Linked DNA regions of Rattus norvegicus: region 2 is linked to region 1. Evidence: chromatin contacts called from public Hi-C data. All regions are on one chromosome and are shown on one strand. The core of a region is the stretch at or near the end of the contact, and the rest is flanking DNA. Distances in the headings are between cores, read along the strand shown. Region 1 holds the start of Zbtb17 (zinc finger and BTB domain containing 17). Region 2 has its middle 29 kb from the start of Spen.

The links. A called contact is a pair of places that touch in the nucleus more often than the background predicts.
Region 2: a contact with region 1 is called in a Hi-C map of liver, with 3 times the contacts expected there. The contact joins the enhancer-like site here to the promoter of Zbtb17 in region 1. A contact is called at or near these places in 11 of 12 Hi-C or Micro-C datasets (the A7r5 cell line, the Rat2 cell line, Schwann cells and 6 more).

Annotation. Positions count from the first base shown.
Region 1 is chr5:159,035,223-159,037,922 of GRCr8, forward strand. Zbtb17 (zinc finger and BTB domain containing 17) reads left to right here and starts at 1,260. Exons shown (of 16, transcript NM_001012105.1): 1 at 1,260-1,427.
Region 2 is chr5:159,159,687-159,162,455 of GRCr8, forward strand. No RefSeq gene overlaps it. Among named protein-coding and RNA genes, the nearest start is that of Spen, 29 kb to the left of the region's middle. Within about 2 kb of position 1,420, at least 28 of the 93 cell types and tissues checked have an H3K27ac peak or open chromatin away from gene starts, as enhancers often do. A contact at or near this core is called in the A7r5 cell line, Schwann cells and liver, where this site is marked.

The DNA.
Region 1 (2,700 bases), core at 10-2,509:
TTAGGGACTCGGGACACAACAGATCCATCTGTTCCACTCAGCCATCTCTATTCCCAGTTCCTAAGCATAACTCTTTCCATATCCACCTACCCAGCCACCATGTGAATATGAGCCACACCACAAATCCATAGCGTGCAGAGTCAGAGAGCTGCCTGTTTCCTAACTCCAGTGCTGGGATTAGAGGTGTGCACCACACTCAGCTAAGTCTTTGTTCTTTGAAAGTTTTCAGTGAAATTATAAATTATAAAATTTCGGTGAAATTATCTTCAGTCCTGGCATAATGGATTAAATACAAAAACCACCCCAGCTGCCACCCCTGATCTTCTTAGGTACTTACTGTGTCACTTCCTCAGTGGAAACCGGAGCCTGGGTCCTCAGGCTTAACACTGACCTACATCTTTAGTTCTAAACTAACTTCCAACCTTCGGGACAGGGTCTCTCACTGAAGCCTGAGGTTTTGATAGGATAGGTTGACTGGCCAGTAAATTCCCGAGATTACAGGCATGCACCACTCTTAACTTTTATTATTATTATTATTATTATTATTATTATTATTATCATCATCATCATCATCATCATCATCATCATCATCACCATCATCATTATTCATTTATTTATTTAATGTTTACTTAAATTTTATGAGCATTTTGCCTCCGTGTAAGTATGTGCACCATATGCATGTCTACTTTCTGCAAATACCAGAAGGCATCAGATCTCTTGAAATTGGAGTCACCAATGTGGATTCTGGGAATTGAAGTCAAATCCTCTGCCAGAGCAAAAGTGTTCTTAACCTCTGAGCTATCGCTCCTGCCAGCCCCTGCCTTTTAATGTGGTGTTCAAGATAGAGCTTGGGTTTTCATGCTTGTATAGCATGCAAGCACTTGGACCCCTGAGTCATTTACCCAGTCCAAGTTGCTGGGTTTGATCCCCAGTACTGCAAAAAAAAAAAAAATATTTTCCAAACCATAACGGGAGTCACAAGTAGGTCCACATCACGGCTTTGTCACAAAGATGTGCGGCTAATCCTTTTTGCACCTAAGTTTTCACTCCTTCAAAAGAGAAGAGAAATAACTCGGTTGTATGGTGTGAGGAAGGAGACAACGAACTGTAAAGAGCTTAACACAGCGTCTGGTGCACGGTAAGTGCCGCTGCAGATCTATTTGAAGCGGGAAACCAAGGGTTAAAATGGGTACAATTCCAGAAGTACACTAACGAACTTTTGGCTGGCGAGGCGCATGCGCCGGCCGGCGGCCGCGCACCTCGGACGAGCGCTGCGCCAGCGACGGAAGTCGCAGCCGGGAAGCCAGCGAGGTCCGTTCCGCCCGACTCTAACATGGCGGCGCCCTTTGTCTACTGTGAAGCGCTGCCCCCGGCCTTCTCGCGGCCGTGATGCACCTCCATCTGTGGTGGGGTTCGGGACATGGCAGGTGAGACCGGGACGGCGCTGGCGGCCCGGGAGTCCCGGGAGTCGGGACCGAGGCGGCGGGGGCCGGGGCCGCGGGACGCCCGGACGGTTGTGTGGGGGAGGGGAGGCCCGGGCGGAGGGCGCCGCGGGGCCGGGAGCGGCGGGAGCGGCCGGGAGGGGTGGCCATGCACCCGCGCGGCCGACGGGGCGCGAGTCGCCTCCGGGGCTGGGTGACACCCCGGCTGGTGGCATCTCCGCCCCCGCCGCCGGGCTGTCACCGCCCCCTGACCCCGCGCGCCGGCCGCGGTGGGTGGGCGTGCTGCGGCCGCGCGGGGGCGAAGTGCAGGGCGGCGTGGGGCTGGCGGGGGCGACCGGGATGTGTCTCAGACCGGGAGCCTCACTGACCCCCCGTAACAGACCGTTCATTCATTCACCGATCCATCCCTCCATCCCGCTTCCCTCGCTCTCCGCCCCTGACAGATCTGAGGACAGAGCGAGAGATGCCGGCGGATTGGGTCCCCGAGTGCGACTAGGGTTCTCAGCTCCAAGCGGAGACTCTCTCCACCTAAGTTGCCTCATCTTTAAAAGTAGGGGTTATAATAAAATCAGTCTTCTAAGATGTGCGATGAGTTACGTGATATATTGTCCAGGGCCTAGCATGCTTACAGTTAGAGCGAGAATGCGTGTGGAAAGTCCCTTGATGTTACTGTCATCAACGACATCACCATTCAGAGATCAGACTCACGCGGGAGAGAGAAACAAGCTTTTCAGATGTCACTGCGCTGTAGGAAGGGAGCCTAACTCGGGGACACCTTACACAGTTTAGGTGAATCCAGGGAGTCCCAGTGTCCCGGAAAGCTGAGCCTAAAGGGTCCTTAGGAGGAGTGAGGCAGCGTATCCTTAGGTGAAGGATGCTTGTGAGAATGTTCAAGCTCCTCTTCATCAGAGGTGGGTGGTAAGGTCAGCCGGCTCAGCCTAAGTCTTTAAGAAGTTGCAAACCTAGTTCAGCACTTTTAACTTTTAGGTTAATGGGAGGGCATTTAAGAAGCCGGTTTGTGGACTAGAAAGATCACAGGTTAAGGCAGGTTGAAGGAGTCACAAAGGAATGAGCCTGAAATCAGTTAAGAGATTACTAGATGCTGGGTAGTGGTGGTCCCGGCATTAGAGAGACAGAGACAGGTGAATCTCTGAGTTTGAGGCCAGCTTGAGCTACAGAGAGAGTTCCAGGTCAGCCAGGGCTACACAGAAAAACCCTGTCTCCATAAAACAAACGAGAGAGAGAGAGAGAGAGAGAG
Region 2 (2,769 bases), core at 170-2,669, 120 kb after region 1:
TAAAATAAAAGATAGATTTGTTAAAATAGTGTTATGGGGCTGGCGAGATGGCTCAGCGGTTAAGAGCACTGACTGCTCTTCCAGAGGTCCTGAGTTCAATTCCCAGCACCCACATGGTGGCTCACAACCATCTGTAATGAGATCTGATGCCCTCTTCTGGTGTGTCTGAAGACAGCTATAGTGTACTCACGTATATAAAACAAAAAAATCTTCGAAAAAAAAAATAGTGTTATGTGTGTATTCTAAGGAGTTCAAGGGGGGTTGGGGATTTAGCTCAGTGGTAGAGCGCTTGCCTAGCAAGCGCAAGGCCCTGGGTTCGGTCCCCAGCTCCAGAAAAAAAAGAAAAAAAAAGAAGGAGTTCAAGGAATAGAAAAAGCAGAAGAGGCACCAGGGGACCCTGCGGTTTCACCTTGTGATGTGTACTCAGGAGGTAGGAAGACGTTCATCCACACATGAAACCTGCACTTGAATGTCCACAGTGGCTCTCTTTGAGTTAGGTAGCTGTGGGGACAGGCCTTGTCGGTCAGCTGAGGAGCGGACAGGCAGAAGGAGTGAGCTCCTACAATAGGATATCACCTCTTCACAACAGAGAGGGGTGACATTGTGCTACATGCCACAGAGCTGCCACGTAGTTGGTCTGAAACTGGCTTCGAACTTGGAGTAATCCTCCTGCCTCAGCCTCCTGGAGTGCTGTGGTAAAGCTGTGCACCACCTGACCTTCTTTTTTTTTTTTAAATATGTATTTAATGTATATGAGTACACTGTAGCTTGTCATCAGACACACCAGAAGAAGACATCAGATCCCATTACAGATGGCTGTGAGCCACCATGTGGTCGCTGGGAATTGAACTCAGGACCTCTGGAAGAGCAGTCGGTGCTCTCAACCGCTGAGCCATCTCTCCAGTCCCTGACCTTTCTTCTTTAAAAACAAAAAAAGTCTGTGAGTGTTTTGTCTCCGTGCATGCCTAAGAAACATCTGATCTCCCGGAATGGGACTTACGGACAGTGGGGAGCTGCCCCCTGGGTGCTGAGACTCGAATCCAGGTCCTCTGGAAGAGCAGCCAGCCCTTTTGACTCCTAGGCCACCTCTCCAGTCCCCACTAGCACTCTTACAGACACCAGGGCCATCACGGATTTCCACATGACTCTCTGGGCTACAATTCTTTTTTTTTCTTTCTTTCTTTTCAGAGCTGGGGACCAAACCCAGGGCCTTGCGCTTGCTAAGCAAGAGCTCTACCGCTGAGCTAAATCCCCAACCCTGGGCTACAATTCTTAACCCAGTTTGGAGTCACCTCTCTCCAAATTCCAAGGGCAGATGTGTTCATTCCACACATATTTACTAAGGGCTGGCCTGGTGCATGCAGCCCTGTGCGTGCTGACAATTGAGTAAAACAAACAAGTCACAGGCCTGGGGAGGGAGCTAAGGTTCAGAACCTGTGACCAGAGACTGCCCCTCCTTCATGCCTCCCAGCATTCCACAGATGGACAGATGGACCTCTTGGCCCAGCACCTTCCCTTCCTCGCAGCACCAACCCCACCCTCCTCACTTTTGATTGTTTTGCAGCCCTTAGCTATCCCAGCTGAGAGAATCCTCCACCCTCTGCCTACCTCCCCACCTACCCTCAGGAAAGCCCACCATCTGTCTTCACGCAAAGCCTAGTGGGCCGGCCCTTCGTGGCTATCATGCCCATTTATTTGCACTCTGTGTTACTCTCTCATATAACATGGGGGCATTCCTCCCCTTCCTAGGGCTGTCCGCCATGTTTGTGCCTGGTACCTACTAGATCCTTCTTCAGGGGTTGCCACGTGGGCCTCTGGGGCTGTGCCCCAGATCCTGGGTCCAGGAGTTCCCTGATCATTTGCTCGCTGGGGAACCCTGCCCATTAGCCAACGTTTGTTCTAGTCATGCTCTCTGTCACTTCTGATCAGCCACCTGGAGAGAGTGGAAGGACCCAGTCAGAGGAAGAAAGCCAACCGAGCTCAGAGCCAGGAGAAGGAAGTTCGCCACTTCCTGCAGCCTCTCCTAGGTGACAGGTCAAGCCTGACTCAGACTATGGAGGAGCCAGAGTGGAAACTTCCCAGCCTCAGATTGAGGGTGTGGGAGTGCTGTGCAGACGTGGCCTCCGAGTCGGTGCCCAAAGGGCAGACCAAGGAGAGGAGGCCAGTCCATGCCCCTCCCCCGAGAGCAAGCTACTCTCTCCCACTTCCCCAGGAGTCCGGGTTGTGTCTGCCTCCAGAGGGCTGGGGTCAAAGTGCACAAGGAGGGAGAGGATGAGCCTTGGACCCAGTGACCACTTCCTCTGGGGCAAATGGCTCTCATCAGTAGAAGCCACTGTCCCACTTCCCAGGACAATTCCTTCCCAGCCCTAACTCTGACCCCAGGGCATCTCCACAGGCCCTTTCCTCATGCTTCCTGCCTCCCCAGGCTGATGCTCTCAGTAAGTGGGTGTTGGAAGGTGAAGGCTGTAGGAGGGGTAGGAGGACCCTGTAGTGGAGGTCGGGAAACCTAGGTATGGCTGCTGGCCAGCCTGTGAGGGAGACTTCTCACTCTAGAGTCTCTTTCTTCCAAGAAAGGGGCTTCCTGTGTAGCTCAGGCTAGACCAAAACACACAAAGTAGAGGAGATTGGGCTCTGGCAGTACTCCTCTTGCTTCTGCATCCCAAGGGCTGGGCTATAGGCATACGGTACAGTGCCTGGCTTTCATCTCTAAGATTCTACCAGGCTCATGGTGCTCCATCTTGCCACCACCCCACTGCCTTTTAGAGGCCA